Regions from separate parts of the Mus musculus genome. Here region 2 is linked to region 1. Evidence: chromatin contacts called from public promoter capture Hi-C data. All regions are on one chromosome and are shown on one strand. Each heading gives the region's core, a stretch centred on a gene start, on an enhancer-like site or on the middle of the called end of the contact. The rest is flanking DNA. Distances are from core to core; before and after follow the strand shown.

Region 1 (4,126 bases), core at 996-3,495:
TTGAAAACTGGCATACCAGTCAGTTTGCCACAGTTATACTCCTAAAGATGGTATCTGGATACCACCAAAGAAAAATATAGATGCAGTTCTGTCCAGTGGAAAAGTGAAAACCTATTATTTCACCTAAACATACACACACACACACACACACACACACACACAAACTGGTTAGCATTGTGAGTAAATATATGGGAAAAATCCAAGACACTCGAAATTTTAGAATCAAAGACTAACATGTTAATAACTGGAATTACCCAGTATTCGAACACATTAGTGTGTTAGTATTTACTGATTATGACTATTATAAGTTATAAATATATACAAAGTATAAATATGGCATAACCAAAACCCTGCTTCATTTCTTCCATAAAGAATATAAATACATGCTACAAGTATCTGGCAATAGAAGACACCAATTTTGGCCAACCTAATTCATCTCAAAAGCACTCTTAGTCCTACTTTTTCTATGTGAAAAACCTTTAAAGACTGCTGGAATTGCAGAGATTCTCAAACAGTGCTCTGGCAAAATGAAATGAAACTAGAATCTACATCTGCATCTGCATCCTACTGCACGCTTCCTTCCCTTCAGAGATACGGTTGGTATACTTCCTAGACTCAGAGGGTGATAAAACCTTCCTCGAACCAATCCTAAACCATACTAACAATTAAAAGGGCTAATATTTTTTTTTAAAAAACTATTTTTACTACGTCTAGCTGAAAAATAAACACCGTAAATGATTTTTTTAACCTCGCCGAAGCTAAGGCAACCAGTAGTTGTGTAACCTCTTTAAGAATTCAAACTCAGAGCCCAGAGTCAAACCTGTAAATATGCTGGTGCCAGGAATGAGAAAAACTAAAGATTTCCAAGCAAGAGAACAAGAAGGGACTTTCAGTGACAAGCCTTTACTTCAGAAAGGGAGGTTTTAGTACCCCACCTACTAATCCGATGCCAAGCACTGCGCGGCGCGGAAACCCTGCCGAATTTGAAAATAAATGTTGCAAAGGCTCCGGGGGAACTGCAAACAGGGATGGAAACTGACAGCTCGGCCTCAGAGAGAAGCCTCAAGTAGGTCAAACTGTGGCAACCGCCTGCAATCCCGAGTCCACTCCAGTGGGCTCAGGGGAGTAGAGCGGCGTCTTTCAGTCCTAAAGGGGCGGGATATGGGCACTGAGACCTACAGCCCGAGCCCCAGCGGTTCGCCTGCTCTCACCTCTCTTGGGGGCCTTGATCAGAGGCACCCCTCCGCTCCTTTCGCCGTTTTCCTGCTTGTCCTTGTGCTTGAGATCGCCCGGAACGCAGGCGCCGGGGTCACCATCGGAGCCGCGGTGGTGATGGTGCTTGTGCCGCTCCTTGTGGCCCTTATGCTTGGGCCCGGCCGCGCTCACCGTCAGAGGCGAGAAGGTGAAGAGGGCCGAGGTGCCCGGGGCCGGGAGCGGGGCAGCGACAGTGGGCCCGGCGGGTGCCAGCGACGGTGGCGGCGGAGGCGGCAGGAGCAGAGGTTCAACAGGGCCCGGGACGGTTGGGGCGGCATTCGTTGGAGGCAGCGGCCCGGGATGTTGGCGGCTACGACGCCGCCGATGAGGGGGAGCGAGAGGGGGGTCCTGGCTCGGCCGCCCCCGCTTCTCCTGAGAACCCCCGCTGCTCGCCCGGCGCTGCCGCTTCACTCCCCGCGGCGAAACCCCAACATGGGGTTTCTCCTTCCCTTCTTTGTCCGGCTCCTCCTGCGCCGCCACCGCCCGTACTACGCGAACCGCTCCGACCTGCGCAGCCATTTCACCCACAAACACACATTTAAATGGCCCGACCGCCCCCCCGTCCGCGGTTCGCGCAAGCGCTGCCCGCGCATGGCCCGCTGGGCATTGGAGTCTCTCCCCCACCCTCCACTGATCGGTCGTTCTCGTAGACCTGAACATGCCGGAAACGGCAGTTCCGACACCTCTCCGCAGACCTCGCCAACCGAGCTTCTATTGTAAAGCACCCTGGACGCGCAAGGCCTTGCGGGAGTTGTAGTTCCACCGCCCTTCGCGTTCTTCCCCCTCCCCCTCCGCCCCCACTTTGCTCTCTGAGTGGAGGAGCGGAGGGGAGCGTGCGCCTAGGCACGCTTCGGGGTGCCACGCAACTGCCGCCCTCCGGCGAGTTGCCGCCAACCGCCCTAACCGCCCAAACAATGTTAATAGCTTTCAGAGTCTCGCCGTGTGTTCAGGCGCTCCACTTCCAGTGTTCCTCCTTCATCTTGCCCGGAGGTGGTCTCCATAGTGACTTTTCAATTTCGTATTTCTCCCCATAGCCTTTGTGAGGTAAAAGAATCTCCAGTTTACCCTTGACAAACCAGGAGGAAAAGAATTTCGGAATATGTAAAACGACGGTTTCGCTGTAGAACATTGTAAAGCTGCTATTCAGAAAAGAAAAAAAAAATTTTTTTGAAGCATTTCCTATAGCACTGCTGTGGCGACCGCTGCAGGCTCAAGGCAGGTGCAAATGTTGCCTTAGGCGTTCCCTGAGCGCAGCTCCGCCTTGCCAGAGTCACTTTTCCCTCCAATTCTTGGAAAGGTAGAATCCAGCATTTTTGTTGAACATACAGCTATAGTTAACAACAAAAAAAAATGTCTCGATAGAAATTTTTAATTTTTTTTCAACCCATACATATAAATTTGCAAATGTGAAAAGCGCTGTCAACCTGACACTGTTCGCCAGGAGATGGTGTTTACTCAGAAATCCGTTTTGAGTTTCATTACTTTAGCTTTTTACCTAGAATTGCATTTAAGTCCTTGAGAAAGCTATTTGGAAATAACCGACTACAATGATGTACTAGGCATATAAAAGACACTGTGGTTTAACACCACTAGTTCCCAGAGAAGTAACTTAGGCTGAGTGAACTTCTGTAATAAAAGTTATCGTTTAAAATAGAGAAGTTCTTGAACACCTACTGGGTATACATTGTACTACAATAAACAAGTAACAATACAGGTCAATTTGCCCTAGCATTTGGGTTTCCCAACAAAAAGTATTAAAGCGCAAATAATACTGTTGCTAGGCTGTATTTTCATAAGTAAAAATATTAAACTGATAGGGAAAGTAAAGCCAACCCTTTACAATAATAAAGAGCCATTAAATTATTTACTGTATAAAACTAGATTTGAAATATAATTTACTTAGAAGAATCCATAGTCATATAGAAATACATTTTCAAATCACCAGTACCTTTAAATGGTTGTGAACATAAATTCGTTTTATGTGGACACGTTTATCTATAGGGCCTTTTCTATGAAGAACACACTATCAAAAAAGAAAGTTAAAGTGCTAACAAAAAGTAACCGCTGTTGATTTTTTTTTCTTGAATTGGTAAGTGAATAACTGGGTAAACATACATACAGTTGGACACCTCATAGCAATACAGAAGTGATCACTGCCGTTATTTGTACATCATCTTTCCTTCTTTTACGCAACAATTGGGGAAATTGAGGAGATACACTCCGTTTAGACATTTAGTCATTTTCACAAGCAGTACTGCAAGCACAAAGGAAGGAGTGCTTTGTTTTCTAACTAAAACCTTTAGTCAGTCGTGATGGAGCACGCTTGCAATAGCAGCGGTCTGCAGCTTGGAGAAGGATCAATAGTTTGAGGCCAGCCTAGGGCTGCATAGCAAAATCTATTTTTTAAAGTTATTTTTAATATTAAGGCAGTGTATAAATTTAGTTGAAGGGTCGGAGAGACAACTCAGATGGTGAATTAAGTGCGTTTAACTACTTTTGCAGAGGACCCTGGTTTAGAACCCACGTAGCAAGTCACAACCTGTTATTCCAATTCAAGGGATTTGGTTCTCTCTTCTGGCCTCGATGGGCACTACACACAGGTGCTGTACATACATGCAGGCAAAAACACTTGTATACATAAAAATATTTTAAAGAGAACGTTATGATCAAATTCTTACAATTCTATTGAAATTAATGTTTATGCTGGACTTGTGTGCTTGTTACCACAGCCCTCCAAAGGCTATGGAGGAGGAGACATCATCTCAAAATAAAAATTTATATTTAAAGAAAATTCATATATAGAAAGAAAGTAAAATATAATAACTTTCAAACGTGAAAAGTAAATACACTTTGAAGCATAAACTGAAGTACA
Region 2 (4,126 bases), core at 1,155-3,654, 4.7 Mb before region 1:
AATTCTCCCATCCCTATCTCTCCCAAGAGCTGGGATCAAAAAAGATTTAGAGAGTTAAAGGCTGATCTTGCAGTTTCTAGAATTTTTCAATCCTACTGTACTCAGGCATTTATAAATCTCTGCCGCTGTACTTCCCAAGGCTCAGCCAAGGAGCCTGGGAGAAGGGATGGAGAGTGCAGTCTCATGGGCCTTTCAGGAATTAGTATGGGCACAACAAGTGGACACCGCTCACCCTGCGCTGCCCCAAGGGCTACCTGTCTGTTTAAGGAGCACCATGGAAGGCTAGTGCACTGTCATCTCCACAGCACACTTCACCACCTTCTTGCCCTGAGCTATGCCTTAGTCCAAAGCCTCAACTTACATCATTTGAAAGGTGGACACAAGAGGGATACAACGTTCAAAATGTCAACTGGGAGCCATGGCATATGCCTGTACATCTAGAGCCAGGGAAACAGATAGGAGAGCAGAAGTTCAAGGTTCTTGCAAGGTTCTTGCAAGTTCAAGGTTATACGCATATGCATACCAAGTTTGAAATCATGCTGGGATCTAAAAACCCTGCCTCAGCTGGGTGGTGGTGGTTCACAGCTTTAATCCCAGCACCCAGGAGGCAGAGGCAGGCAGGCACATCTCTGTGAGTTCAAGACTAGCAGATCTTGATCTATTCTAAACTCCAGAAAGAGTTCTAGGACAGCCAGGGCTACACAGAAAAACCAAGCCTCAAAAAAGGAAAAGAAAAACAAAAACAAACAAAACAAAAAAACCCTGCCTCAAGGAGGAGGGCAGAGGTGATCACATTCATTATTTTATGTCACACAGAGAGAATTAGTAGACATGAGAGAGACTTATACTGACCATGGGATGCACACCTGCAATCCCAGGACTTGAGAGGCTAAAGCAGGACTACCACCAAACCAAGGCTAGCATGGGCTAAACAGTAAGCACCAGTATAGCCTTGGCTATACAGAGCCTATCTTTAAAACAAACAAACAAACAAACAAACACCAAGAATAAAAACAGGCAACCTTATAGGCAACTCTGAGAACACTGTCCCTATAAACAAACATATGCAGAACAATATACTCTGAAAAGACATGTTCAAAAGCTTTCACCACCTGTAATAAAAACACTAGAAAGTACAACTTACATTCTTTCGAGAAAAGTCTCTTTCTCTTCCCCTGGCCACCTTCCGCTCCTCCTCCAATTTCTTCATTCTCCTCCTCAAACTAGAAATTTTAAAACACGGACATGGCAAATGATTGCAGTGCACGTGATATTCCCTCGAGTCTCCTCCTGCTCGCCCTCTTTGTGGAGTGCTGTGAATTGAACCCACGAGCTCACGATGCTAAACAGATGCTTGACCACTGAGCTACACCTCCTGCACTCTTTTCATCTTTTTTTTTAAAGGCATTTATTATTTATGTGTATTGTGTGCCTACATAAATGTGCCTGCTGTTGCCCATAGAGGCCAAACTAGGTCTAATCGCTGTAGGTTGCCAGATGTGACAGCAAATGCTCCTAAGCACTAAAGCTATCTCTCTACACTTTTTTTTTTTTTTTTTTTGAGACAAAGTGGTCTCACTATGTGCCCGTGTCTGCCTGAACTCACGGAGATCCGCTTGCCTCTGCTCCTGAGTGCTGGGATTAAAGGTGTGCGCCACCACGCCCAGTGACCCTTTTTCATTTTCGAAAGTGAGAAGCTAAAGCAAACTGCACAAAACCACGAAAATTTAGCACCAAAGGGCTCATAAGCCCTAGTCCAATTCTCAAGTCGTGCAAGAAGGCTTTTATTACGGCTGCTAACAACCTTACAACCGTGCGTGTGTAAAGTTCTAACGACCTCAGGTTCTGGGTTTGGTTTTAGCCAATTTAGTTGTCACACTGCTAAGCAAGACTACTGTAAAAACCTGGTAGTTTAAAATCTACTCTCTGCTGTCATCGGAAGCAACTGATAAAGGGCTAAGAACTTTCCTTAACTGGGCTGGACTCTACCTCACAAGAAAACCGATGCCAAAGGAGAATTTGGATCCCAAGCTTCCTGTCTTTAGTTCATCGTTTCTCCGCTATCTTCACTAGTTTTGTCAGCATCTGGGCTGCTGGTTCCGCTTTAATCAGCTTTGATCTCCTATGACCCTCTAGATGTCTTAGTGTCGGGAAGATCCAGGTCAAAGAGAGACCCTTTCTACTCTTCCTTCCCGTCTTGTCCCACGCACTGACTAAGGTAAACCAAAAAAGGAAAACACCGCGGAGCCCCCGGACTCTCGGCGGGAATCCCTAAGGCACAAGCGGGTCAGACTCTGCCTCCGCTAGTGATCCGAAAGGAGTGAGGAACCAGGCTGAGACAGGCGCTCACTCACGGTGGGGTCTTCCTCCTCATCTGCCATGCTAGCTGCTCGCCAGCCTTCTGAACCCGCCCACCGGCGGCTGGCGAGTTTTATAAGATACGTACGTCACTTCCGGCCTGGCCAGCGTTGCGCAGAGAGGCGTGCGCGTTCATTCTCCTACCCAACCCCGGCCTTGGGATTGGCTGGAAGTCAGTGACGTGCTCTTACGTGTGGAATCCTGAAGGAGGAATTAAAAATTACAAAGAAGCCAGGCGTGGTATACTACGCCGGGAAATCTCTGCACTTGGCAGGCAGAGGCAAGAGGGCTTCGAGTTCGAGATCAGCTCAAGTTTCATGAGCCCATGTCTCAGAAAACATAAGTGATAAATTTGTGCATACTTACGGAGGCTCACAAATGCCTGTAAAAATAGGATGACTTTTTGCCTCTGGGGCTGATCCACTCAAGTACACAAGCCCCATGATATTATATATAGTATCTATATTATTATATAATTATATATCTACTTTCTTTTATGTAAATAGGTGTTTTGCCGGCAAGTATGTGTACCATGTGTGTGCAGCACCAAAGAAGCCAAAATAGAGCAACCGATTTCCTGGAACTAGAGATAGACGATTGTGAACCGCTATATAGGGGCTAGGAATCAAACTCAAGTCTCTTGAAAAGCAGCCAATACTCTTAACCACGGAGCAATCTTTCCTGCCTCCGTTAATACGCAATATATATATGTAGTTTGGGTTGGAAGGTTGTTTTGCGCTTTTTTTTTTTTTTTTTTTTGGTTTTTTCAAGACAGGGTATCTCTGTGTAGCCCTGGCTATCCTGGAACTCACTCTGTAGATCAGGCCGGCCTCGTTCTCAGAAATCCGCTTGCCTCTGCCTCCCAAGTGGTGGGACTAAAGGCGTGCGCCACCACTGCCCGGCCGTTTTTTGCTTCTTCTTCTTTTTTTTTTTTTTAAATTACAAAAGATGTGCTAGAGAAATGGTTCAGTCAATAAAAGCTCTAGCGGAATAAGCCTAAGGCTCAGGTTCAATCCCTGGGACCTGTATAAAAAGTGAAAGGTGAGAAGACAGAGTCTGCAAGGTTGTCCTCTGGCTTCCATACACAATAATAAGAAAATATTTTAAAATTATGAAAGAGCTAAGTGTAGTGGCACTCGCCTTTAATCCCTGCCTTGGGAGGCAGAAGCCAGAAGATCTCTTTGAGTTAGAGGCCAGCCAGGGCTACATAGTCAAAACAAGAAAACCAAAGCTCGGCAGTGGTGGTCCATGCTTTTTGTCCCAGCACTTGGGAGGCAGAGGCAGGCGGATTTCTGAGTTCAAGGCCAGCCTGGTCTACAGAGTGAGTTCTAGGACAGCCAAGGCTACACAGAGAAACCCTGTCTCGAAAAACCAAACCAAACAAACAAATAAACAAAAAGCAGAGACATTAAATATATCAGAAAGATGGCAACACAGAAAAGGTGGAAATAGGGCATAAATAAATATGTATAAATATGTATAAGTAAAAAGGAAAGGACTATAGACACTTACGCTATCAGCGTATAAACTATGAAGCATGGATAATTCAACCCTCTTAACTCAAACTCCAAAATGGAAACTGGGAAAAACAAATGAGCAGAACAGGCACAAAGCAGAGTGAACAGCCCTGTGCTTCCTCTACAAGTTTAGCGTGGACTCCGGAGTCTAGTTTAGAGTTGGAGGAAAGATGTCAAATGACAGAAAAAACATCTCATAGCCAGCCATTGCTGAGGGTGGACAGGGCTCAGAGGGCAAGGACCCACAGAAA

Evidence for each region. Promoter capture Hi-C pulls out the DNA fragments that hold promoters and counts their contacts.
Region 2: a contact with region 1 is called in a promoter capture Hi-C map of pre-B cells, with 3 times the contacts expected there. The contact joins the promoter of Taf13 here to the promoter of Rsbn1 in region 1. A contact is called at or near these places in 2 of 39 promoter capture datasets (liver and pre-B cells).

Annotation. Positions count from the first base shown.
Region 1 is chr3:103,912,239-103,916,364 of GRCm38.p6, reverse strand. It overlaps Rsbn1 (rosbin, round spermatid basic protein 1), which reads right to left and starts at 2,245. Exons shown (of 8, transcript NM_001356556.1): 1 at 1,212-2,245. The coding sequence starts at 1,914. Ptpn22 (protein tyrosine phosphatase, non-receptor type 22 (lymphoid)) reads right to left here. Exons shown (of 21, transcript NM_008979.2): 21 at 4,113-4,126.
Region 2 is chr3:108,569,977-108,574,102 of GRCm38.p6, reverse strand. Taf13 (TATA-box binding protein associated factor 13) reads right to left here and starts at 2,404. Exons shown (of 4, transcript NM_025444.2): 1 at 2,355-2,404; 2 at 1,145-1,223. The coding sequence starts at 2,381.